Linked DNA regions of Anser cygnoides: region 2 is linked to region 1. A link is a contact called in public Hi-C data. All regions are on one chromosome and are shown on one strand. Each heading gives the region's core, a stretch centred on a gene start, on an enhancer-like site or on the middle of the called end of the contact. The rest is flanking DNA. Distances are from core to core; before and after follow the strand shown.

Region 1 (5,925 bases), core at 1,871-4,370:
CAGTTCAGATTTCTAGTCCCACATGACCATTAAGCAGGAAGGTTCTTTAAAAGTCAAAAAATTTCTTATGCCATGCTAAGCTAATCATCTAAGCTCCCTTAATAGACAATGAGAAGAACTGGCATTGCTGGCTATAACTCACTTCATCCCAAATATTCAAAATACGTCAGAGAAATCAAGGTGGTGAAGTACTGTCTCTTTCCATGGATTGCAATGGAAATCTAGATAGTCAGATCAGACATTGCTTCTGAGAACAACATAAGGTAAATCCCACACAGAGTCCAAATCCAGATCTAGAAACTCTTTCAGGAAGCAATTCTTCACCAAGTGGGTAAATGAGCGCTGACTGGCATATGTTGCCCATAGAGGCTGGGGAGTCTCCTGCTCGGACATGGTCCCAGGCAACCTGCTCTGGGTATCCCTGCTTGAGTAGAGGGTTGGACAAGGTGGCCTCCAGAAGTCCCCTATCAACCTCAACCATTCTGTGAGTCTGTGAACACAGTTACCTAACTCACTGCTCCCCTGAATATTAGTATGTACATGATTCAATAAAAGTCAAGTAAACTTTGTGAGTGAGAAAAGGAGCTCAAGCCTCAGAAGTCCTCATCCTCACCCTATCCATTGTAATTAGCCTTCTTTTCATGGCCCCATTGACTTCATAAGAGTGTACACACAAATGAGGTCTGTCTCACTTCCATGCTTGACAAGATCATGGAGCAGATCCTCCTGAAAACTATGCTAAGGCCTATGGAAAATAAGGAGGTGACTGATGACAGCCAACATGGCTTCATTATGGGTAGATCGTGCCTGAAAAATCTGGTGGCCTTCTACAATGGGGTTACAGCTTTGGTGGATGGGGAAGAGCAACTGACATCACCTACCTGGACTTGTGCAAAGCATTTGACACTGTCTTGAATGATATCCTTGACTCTAAATTGGGGAATGTGAATTTGATGGATGGACCAGCTGGTAGGTAAGGAACTGGCGGGATGGTCGCACTCAAAGAGTTGCAGTCAATGCCTCAGTGTCCAAGTGGAGATCAGCAATGAGTGCTGTACCTCAGAGGTTGGTATTGGGACTGGGGCTGTTAGAACGAGTCCAGAGGAGGGCCATGAGAATGATTAAGGGGATGGAGCACCTCTCCTAGGAAGGGAGGCTGAGGGAGTTGGGGTTGTTCAGCCTGGAGAAGAGAAGGCTCTGGGGAGACCTTACAGCAGCCTTCCAGTACTTAAAAGGAGCATACGAGAAAGTTTGAGAGGCACTCTTTATCTGAGAGTATAGTGATAGGACAAAGGGATTGAATGGTTTTAAACTAAAAGAGGGTTGATTTAGATTAACTATAAGAAGAAATTCTTCACTCAGAGGGTGGTGAGGCACTGGCACAGGTTGCCCAGAGAAGCTGTGGATGCCCCATCCCTGGAAATAGGGAAGGCCAGGCTGGATGGGGCTTTGGTCTAGTGGAAGTATACCTACCCGCGGCAGGGGGATTGGAATTAGATGATCTTTAAGGTCCCTTCTAATCCAAACCATTCTGTGATTCTATGATTATACTGTAGAGGTTCTGATACATCAATAGGTCACAGAATCACAGAATCGTCTAGGTTGGAAGAGACCTCCACGATCACCTAGCCCAACCTCTGACCTAACACTAACAAGTCCTCCACTAGACCATATCACTAAGTTCAACATCTAAATGTCTCTTAAAGACCTCCAGGGATGGTGACTCAACCTCAACTCAGGTCAGGGCTTAGTTTCACAGAAGCCATCTGATGCAAAGCAGGTAAGTCACCTCTCCTGTATTAACCCATGTACATACACTAAGGTACTCAGAACTGCAAGAACATCAGAATTCAGTTAGTGTTCACATTGGTAAAACCTTGTTCAAAAGATAATCTGAATAGGAATGAGGCTCCACAGTTTAAGTCAAGGATAAACAGCATTCACATACAATGTGATCAAAAAATATACTGATTGATTAGTAATTTGCTCTACTATGGTAAAATAAATAAATAAATAAAAAGTAACTTCTTTGATTAGAAACACAATGGTTTATTTTGAACTACATAAATAGAGTTGGTATAGAGATAGATTAATCACTACAATTTATTAAATGTCCTCCCATCTTGCTTTCCTGGTTGTTCACTACTATATACTTCTCTTGATTTCAGTGATAGGGAGAGAAGAGGCCTGGGATTTTATCATTCTTGTTAAATCACCAACCACTACCTTGAAGAAACTGAACTAGCACATGGAGAAACTTTACTTTTATCAGCTCATTAACAACTCTGATTTATAGCTACCGCAGCTCAAGGAAGGCCTCCAAATTCTTATGTTAACAATCAGGGCTGGAAAAAAAATGATTAGCAGAGAGAGAAAGCAGACAAGAATGCACAACTAATGACAACACTCCTGTCTTAAAGCCTGTATCTGGGAATGACAAGTGCAAGAGCGCACTTTATCACTCCTCAGGATTCAGAGCAACAGTTCTTCTAAATCACTGGTTCTTTGTAAGACAGTGGCATTTCTGCTGGTTTTAGTAAAGACAGCAACCCATAACACAGTATCACTGAGGGTACTAACAAGTTCAGCAGCTGCCATATTCCTCATGACAATGCTGTTCTTTCTATTTCTTCCCCATGTGCTTTTATTTTATTTTTAAACCAACAGTTAGATGAAGGTGTATAAATCATACCAAAAACCAAAGGGCATACTGCTATCTTACTTAAAGCAGTTTTACACCAGGGTGCTTCCAGTAACTACAAAAGTAAATCCTGATCTGCAGTATGGAAGTGCAACTAGTAGGACACCCAATACATGTATGTAATTTCTTCGTCATCCAGGGATTAAACTATGCACGTAAAGATGGATGGAGGAGGGAAGGCAGACATGGGTCATACTAACTGGTATACACGAGACTCTCTGGTGTTAATAGTGTATGGTTAAACATTACTTGGTGAGAAAACTGAGATCAGTGAATCCAGCATCCTTTTATACGGTAACACATGAAGCTCCCTCAAAGCAAAAATGCCTCAAGTTTCTTACACTCATTAATATCTGGGGAGCTGCAATGCACATAGCCCTGCCAAAGGAGAAGTTCTCAGTAACTGCAGACTTCAAGAGCTCAGTTGTCACTGCACGAGCGAAAAGCCCGTCAGCAATGCTTCCTGCCAGCACTGGCCTTGGCAAGCCAGTGCCACAGCACCTGCGCTGATCCCCCAGGTATTAGTTGCTTTGGCTTCCTCCTTCCAGATGTCTCCCAAGCACGAGAAGACTCTGCTACAAATCCCTCCCCTGCAATAATACTGCTTGCCACCAAATGCCTTCAACACAGAAGTCTTACTAGCTGCTTTGTTTGAACATAGAACAATTACCTCTTGCCAAGTGTATATCTTCTGTCAGCTGTGCAGCACTTTTTCTTCATCAGCTCAGCTTATAACAAAGACATTTTTCTTCTTATTTTAGTTCCTAAGAAGTGTATTTTTCTCTTCAGCTGTATTATGCAAAAACACCCAAGACATTTCTGTACTGTACTACCTCTCCCTGTGTTATCTCTACAAGTCTGAGGAAAGGCTGACATTTTTAGTCCTTGCCTAGCCCTCTTCACAGATTAGGCAGCTTGCAAATACAATCCACATCAATATTAGTAAATGTGCATTAGAACAAAACCAAAAACATAAAAGCAGTTTTCATTTCTAGAAATAAACCTTATATACAGATTAAACCCTCCAAAAGCAGCCTTGGCAGGATTTTTTCCTGCTAACTCACTTTTTCATAGCTTCTGAAATCAAGCCCTAGCTGTTCTGCTCTGCTTTCAAGGGTATAAATTATGTGTAGTTTGCATTAGTCAAGTCACAAAAGAAAACTAAGAAACCTAGACTGACATAACATGCTAGCAGCAAGAGCTGGTAGCAGTACATAAATAACTTTCTTTCTAGTTTGTTCTCTAAACCAAGTTCATGCAGGGATAGAAAATAGAAAACAGAAACAGTCACCTCACTAACCATGAAAGGAAAGGAGAGATTTTTGTCTTTTGACGTACCTAGTAGTGTCATTATCTGGGAATCAGAATACCTTTTGGCTTTAAGCATTTATTTTTTTTTTTTTTTTTTTTTACAATCCTTTCATATTTATAAGTCTTACTTTTCTTTCTGAAGCCAGATTTTAAAATGTCCTCTCTTTAGTGTACCCGTATTTTCATATTTAGAGTGTGGATAGAACATCTTCTCCCCAGTGTCAACTTGTTGAACATTTTTTTTTTCTCATGAAAAAAGACATCAACAAACCCTATTGATCTTCCAAGTGCAGTTACAGAAGGTGTTAATTGTGAGCAGTGAAGTGAGGAGACTTGTACAAATTGCTCAGGTTTCTTTTACATTACAGTTCCTTGTGGCAAATGGTTGGCAGAGGGAAAGTAAAAATTTCCATCAGTGATTCATCCTCTCTCAAACCAAGGGGAGGGTTTCCTCAAAAGTGAAGAATTTTATATATTTTGGCCAAAATGGAGCATCCACTTCCAACACGCCTATCACATGCCAGAAGACACGTATTAATGCCATCTTTAATCTTAAAATAAAAGAAAAAAACCCAATCCATTAAAAATATGAATGAAAGCAGCACCAAGGATGAAAGCAGTAAAAAATCACAGGTATTACACCAACTGTCCAAGTGAAAAGCCAAGATGATGGCAGGAAGCAGTCACAAATCTCTACACAGATGAAATTCCAGTGATCCTTGCCAATCTGATCAAGGAAAGAAAAATATTTTCTGACCCTGAACTGGATAATTTGTGAAACCATAAGTATTTAAACATGACACACATGAGAGTCTGTACAGTACCATCATCAGGAGGCTGTCCAATATCCCACCACTAGCTGCAACCAGTCCTTGATATATGAGACGATGGCAAAAACTAAAACATGGCAGAAAACAACTCAGAAGCCCCAACTTTCAAAGGCCAAGGTAAAAATAAAAATTAGCCTTACCATTTAGCATCCTGCACTGTATTTTTTTTTCAGCTGTTATGTGGTATAATTGACTCTACGAAAGCCAGCACAACCTTTACTTTCCAACAACCAATCAACAACCAAATGGCTTTAAAAAGGACTTTAAATTCATCATGCTTAGGAGACTTAGTCTGCATTTCACTATTCCTTCCAATACATATTACATTTTACTGTGAAAAGGATTAATGTTTCCTGACTGAATAGACATCATAATTAAAGTAGCACTTCCAAAATAATTGCCAATGATGTACATTAGCTTCATTTGTAAAACTGATAAATATTTACTAATAAGAGTGCATAGCAGCTAAGGTCAAGTTTAAAGATCCTAATATACAAGATGTCTGAAAATGCCTTAAATACTCACACACATCATGATATAACTTTGGCACGAACTATGCCTTCTTGATAAATGGAAGTTGAGACAGGTCAAGGACTTAGTTGGGATGATATCAGACTTGGAAACAGACCTCTACTTATCTCAGCACAGCCTAATGATGAAACCTTCCATTAGTGATCTCCCTCTCTATCTTCAATAATTACACCGGTCAATCCAACTACCTTACATCCCAAGAGAACTTCAGCAGTGCTTTCATTACACAGAAGAGAACGCTTAATAACAAAATCACTTTGTTTATCTTGCTTGTTTCTGCTCCACGCTATTTCCAACCCAGAATGAGAAGCACTTTTTGTAGTGGGTGAATGCAACCAGGAGCTACAAGAAAGCATCATTCAGAAGTGATTCCCATCTGACAGTGCATTTTGCCACTGGAAACTCTGACAGTTGAAGTGGAAGAAATATACATAAAGTGGATAAGAACAAATCTGCAATCCTGGATTGCAGAGCATTCCTACAGCATGTGATAGCTTTATTGCATACATGCAAACGCCAATAATCTATGTTCAAAAGGAACAGAGTTCCTTC
Region 2 (5,925 bases), core at 2,019-4,518, 350 kb after region 1:
CTTTTTGAAGCTCCTTATGCCCTTTGATTCTTATCCTGCATTGTGTCCTTGTGAAAAGAGTACCTCCATCTCCTCCATAACTTTGGGAGAATGTGATTAGACTCTGTCTTGCCCCTTCTCTTCTTTAGTTTGAGCAAGCTGAATTCCTTCAACCTTTCACCACACATCAAGGTCTTCAACTCTTTAATTATCTTGAGGGCCCTCCACTGGATCATATCCAGCATTTCACTGTGTCTTTTGTACTGGACGTTGAAAACTGGATATGTTATTCTAGGTGTGACCTAACAAATGCCAAGTAGAATGAAACAGTGTCAATCTTTATCTGTTGGTTTTACTCATGCTGATGCAGTCCAGGCTCCATTTTTTTTTCTTTTTCTTTTTTTTCTTTGCTACAAGGATGCACTTCCAGCTTATGTGTAACTTATTCTCCACTGGGACTCCCAGGTCCTTTCTAGGTGAGATATACCCAAGCCAGTAAATCCCTGTGCTGCTGCTTGGGAATATTCCCTCCCAGATGCAGGACGTTACAATTGTCTTTGTTAAAACTCATTCAGTTTGTGTTCACCCAGTCTTCCAGCCTGTTGAGGTCTCTGTGGTGTAGTGTATGATATATGTGTTGTCAAGTCTTGCTCCATTCTTTCTCACAGAGTGGGGAGCAGAACTGTGTGCATCGGTGAAAGTATGGGTCCAGGCTAGTTCTGCACAATAGCATAATGAAGACTAATTATTATTATTATTAGTAGTAGTAGTATTACTATTATAATAATAATTATTATTATTATATCAATAATACTATTGATATATTAATATGTTGCATGATTGTTATTATTATTATTTCTCTGTTGCTTTGATGACTGTCAGTAGTGTTATATATGTCTTTTTGACCACCTGTGCAGATCCGTCTGGATCTTTTCACAGAACTGTCTGGTGATTCTGAGGTTTGTTTCTTCAACAACATATCTAGGTCAGACACACAGGTGTGTTTTAATAGTTAGAGGATATTTTCTTCTTTCCATATATTCCTTTGACTGTATCAACAATATCATCTATTGTTTTATTGTCTAGTTTTTCGACTTGGAAAAGAGACAAGTGAGATGGGGTGTATTTAAATTAGTTAAATACAAAAAGATAATGTTAAACAAGAACAAGTATTTAGTGTTTCTCACAATGCAAGAAGCAGGAGTTGTCAAAAGAAGTTGCAGAAAATTAAAATATAAGGAAATACTTTCTTTCTAAAATATTTTAGATGATAAAACTAATCATGATTTGGATATAAATTTGAAAAATTTATTTTGAAGTGATCTCTCAAGACTAAGTAAGGGCAAAACAGTCCGGACTTAGGAAGTCCCCAAACCATTGAACTAAAATTTCTTAAATTTCTTCACTTAAATGATTTTTTTTTCCCCATCCATATCTGTTATTAGCTGTTGTTAAAGATAGAGTATTGGACTATATGCTGTGACCCAGTACAATCATTTGTAAGGATCTTATGTTACAGTTATGAAGAAATCCTTCATCAAGTGCTCAGTTGATCTGAATAATTCTTTAGCATCTACCTCCTTTTTTTTTTTTTTTTTTTTTTTTTTAAGGCTCTCAGAGATTCAGATGTTGTTCTTACCTCTAAAACATAGCTCTGGTATTTCAACATCTAATCTATTTTAAAGCAAATCATGGTGAGAAAGTCCATTGCAAATATCCAAACAAAAGTGCACAGAACTTTGTTGGAAATATTTGTAAGCAACAGCTCCTATACAAGTACCTGTAGGCATAGCAGGACAAACCAAGTCGGTGACCAGGATATGGAGCAAGCTTTTCCAAATTCCCTGAAGTCTGAGATGAAGAATCGATATATAATAATAATTATAATAATTATTATAATAATTATAATATATAATATGATATATAATATAAATATATAATTATAGTAATTATTATAATTATTATTAGTACTATTATTATTATTATTTAATAAATGCTGGAGGCGAGTCCACAGGCTGTATTTCTGAGCAGTGTGTGGCTGAAAACAGAAATAACTAGTGATGGTTACATGACTTTATGTTTTATTCTAGAAATGTTACACATAGCGATAAGATGAGCGGAAATGGTGTCAAGTTGTACCAGGGGAGGTTGGGGTTAGATATTAGGAGAAATTTCTTTAATGAAAGAGTTGTTCAGCATTGGAATAGGCTGCCCAGCAAAGTGGTTGAGTCAGCATCCCTGGAGGTCTTCAAGAAACATGTAGATTTAAAACTTAGTAGCATGGTAGTGGACTTCAGTACTAGGTTAAAGGTTGGACTATATGATCTTAGACGTCTTTTCCAACCTGAATGATTCTATGATTCTATAGCAAATTTACATCCTGTGTCTTCCTTTTCTGTTTACACAGAGCACCACTACATTTTTTAAACTGCCTTATCTTTTCCCAGGTTCATTCTCTTGTTTTCTAGATATTTGTTTCTCATCCTTTGGCATGCTTTCCTATTAAGAGGGTTTCAGTTGTAGAAATTTTGTTCTAGAATTTCTTGCAAATTGTTATATTTTCTTGTTTCACTAGCAAAACATGGAAGTACAACCTTGGTTTGAATATGTTGCAGTTAGTTCTGGGATGCAGATTGAAGAGTCTTTATGGTTTGGGATTGAGATATTCTCTCTCACCTGCTTCCTCATCTGCTTTGCTAGCAAAGAGGGTGGAGATGAGATCAAACACTTTCAGCATGTACTGCCACTGAAGAAAACACTTCTGTCCTCTTTCCACCCCCCTGTTTTATTGACTTGCTTCAGCCCTATGTTACCACAAGTGTTTCTGGGAGGAACTGGCCTGGGTTAAAACCACAAAGGCAGCCAGAACAGGAAGGTCCCAGACTACTTTTGGTAGCAGCATCTGTGCCATCTTAAAGTGTTAAAACTATAGCTCAAACAGGCTTTATTTGCTAATATTTGCAACTCCAATGAACAGCTTTTACATTTCCAAAGGGCTACATAACAGGGTACTCACATATATATATGTCAAAACTGGTCCCTTGAATTGGTACTGTACATCTACATCTGTTATTTTTTGGTTTCCTTTTCTGACCTTTGATAAGGAAATAAAAAAGGGGTCTTTAACAGTAAAGCATGTAAGACCTCAAAAAGCAGTGTATAAGAGGTTAATTTGTAATTCGTTTCCCCATGAAACTGCTTGAATGTTCCCCATTGAGCTACTTGTTAGTGTAGAAGTCAGCTTCTTACTAAATAAAGTGGTATCAGTAAGTGCTTGTTAGCTGAAGAGATGGCCTGCAACTGCACATTTAAGTTAATTTTAGCAACTATTCAGACAAGTTCTCACCTCCTCCCCTTCACAAATATCTTCTAATTCCCTAGGAAAAAGGCTGTAAAAAAATGAAAAGGATGTTTCCAATTAGTGTGGCTTTCACATATTTAAATTCTGTGTCTCTCTGCCAGATAATTGAATAAAATGAGATACATTCTTTTGATCTTTGTAGAGATGATCTAGGCTGTAGATATTGTTTCATTATACAGTTCATGTTGACATAGATAGTATTATGCCACTTATAGCTTCTTTGGCATGGCTCTGGAATCGAGTGTTCAGCAGTGATTAATGACCAAGAGTACACAGACCTACTGTTGAGCTTAGGATCGCTCTAATCTCTGCTCCTGTTCTTTCTTTCATTTCCAGCATTTGTAAATGTGGCTTCTTTGAATACAGCTTTCCTGGGACTTGTACTACAGTTTGTACTGCCAGCAGTTATCATAGTGGTAGCACAGAGCTAATGATCATTAAAATATCAATTGTCTTATTTCTTACTTGTTATTTTATCTTTTCCTTTTTATTTAGAATTCAACACAGAAAATACTTTTAAACCTGCACTAGGCTTTTTTCAGTCCTTGCACACTGTACAATCAATTAATACCTTTTGATATGTTATGCTGATTAAGTGATATGTGTGTTAACATAAATATTTAATTGTTAAAGGAGAGATCACTTTGTCCTAAAGCTTTAATTAAATTAGATGCTTTTCAGATGATTGCCAAGATGAAACAGTCCATTATGAACATTTGCCACTGCAGGAGATTTCTGCTTATTGAAAGACAAAAGGGTAATTTGATCTAGGATTGTTGCAAACTGTATGAGTCCTTCATACTGATAAGGAATTCTCCCTCTTTTAACCTTGCTATGTACCATAGTAATGAATTTATGAATCTTTAAAGTCAGTCACATCACTAAAGTGGAGATATAGTGTTAGCACTGTCAAGTAAATGATAAGGATGAAAATACATTTACATAACAGTTAAAAAGATCAGAGACAATACCAATTTGTCAATAGTTCTTATTGCTTTTAAAAGGAAAACTAACATGATAAAAGTAGGCACGTGAATCTTTATTGTATACCAACTTGAATCTGAATAGTTCCAATGACGTAGTCTTAAGATGGCAAGCTGGAGATTTAGACAAACAAAATATCCTTGACATTGGGCTGCTGAGGCACCTGAACTGTACATCCTATGAGATACCTCTGTGATAATACAAAATCCAAGTGTTCCATTACCAACCCAAAATGTTCTGGTTTGGGGCAAAATATTCCTTTTTGCAGTTTTGCCTAATTATCTGAACATCTTCCACAGATCAGAATCCTGTCTTCTGATCTGCTGTAGACTCTGTAGTCATGTGTACATCTACTGAAAACACGTCACAGCAGTTCCCTTCAAAATGTAGTACAGCTATGCATAATGCATGATAAGACTAGAGAGATGTGCTATGTGAATCACAGTTTTAATGTCCCAGTTTTCTAGATATTATTATCTGTTCACTGAGTTTTTAAAGGAGCTCTGATTAAGAATCATGTCAGCTATGACAAGCCATAAAACTGAGCAATACTTTTAGTAAGAACCCAAAAAATACTCTCTCTGAATACATTTCAATGTTTACATCAGTTTTGGGGAACCTGATTCTGATTTTGCGGAGGGAAGAGGAATGTATCAATAGAATCCTATTCACTGTAAGCATACTGCCACCACAGATTTAGGGCAAAGAAATTCAAAGCACAATAGGTTTTCTATTTGTGTCTCACATGGCAGTTCTTCTTTAAATGGTTGGTCTGTATTTGCTTCTTTGTAGTTGTTGACTAGGTCTTCAGCAGAGAGGATACAAAAACTCAGCCCTCCTTGCCACCTTAGGACATACTGGTAAGTAGCTGAATGCCCGTTTCGATTTGAAGTCTTATCTGCCTCCTTATCTGTGAAACTAAGTATCAAATAGAAAGCTCAGCTTCACACCTGAGTACAATCCTGTTGTGGGAGAAGTGGAACTGGATGGACCCTCTTAGATTACCTGAAATATTTTCCTTCCCCAGTATCATATTTTGTTATGAGGAGTCTAAATTTTAATGTCATTCTTACATAGGCTGCAGCCTTGTAGACATTTCAGCCTTAGTGGCTTAATGTCGGGAGTAGACACCTTGACATAGTCAAGACTGTGTCTGATGCTAAGGTTATGTCCACACAGTGAGAGAAGTCATATCTCAGATTAAAATGGAAGTGAAAATCAAACAACTTGATATATCTGCAGGAATATTGGAAAGGGTTCTCTATGTAGAGAGGCTGACGACAGTTGGTTTGTCTTGTAAGGAGAAAATGAGGACAAGAAGTGACCTCACAGCTCTCTATAACTTTCTGAGGAGGGGAAGGGGAGAGGAGCTGCTGGTCTCTGCTCCCTGGTCACCTGTGACAGGACACATACGAATGGCATAAAAGCTGCACCAGGGGAGGTTCACTGGGCATCAAGAAAAAACTCTATACTGTTAGTGTAAACCGTAACAAGTTTCCTAGAGAGGTGGTTGATGCCCCAAGCCTGTCAGTGTTCAAAAAACATTTGGACAATATCCTCACTGATGTGCTTTAACTTTTGGTGAGCCCTGAAGTGGTCAG

The links. A called contact is a pair of places that touch in the nucleus more often than the background predicts.
Region 2: a contact with region 1 is called in a Hi-C map of granulosa cells, with 1.6 times the contacts expected there. The contact joins two enhancer-like sites. A contact is called at or near these places in 2 of 7 Hi-C or Micro-C datasets (granulosa cells and liver).

The regions. Positions count from the first base shown.
Region 1 is chr2:94,438,386-94,444,310 of Taihu_goose_T2T_genome, forward strand. All of the region lies in intron 5 of MOCOS (molybdenum cofactor sulfurase), which reads right to left. Among named protein-coding and RNA genes, the nearest start is that of PTPN3, 120 kb to the left of the region's middle. Within about 2 kb of position 3,121, at least 1 of the 3 cell types and tissues checked has open chromatin away from gene starts, as enhancers often do.
Region 2 is chr2:94,791,878-94,797,802 of Taihu_goose_T2T_genome, forward strand. All of the region lies in intron 1 of LOC106045020 (poly(rC)-binding protein 3-like), which reads left to right. Among named protein-coding and RNA genes, the nearest start is that of MOCOS, 220 kb to the left of the region's middle. Within about 2 kb of position 3,269, at least 1 of the 3 cell types and tissues checked has open chromatin away from gene starts, as enhancers often do.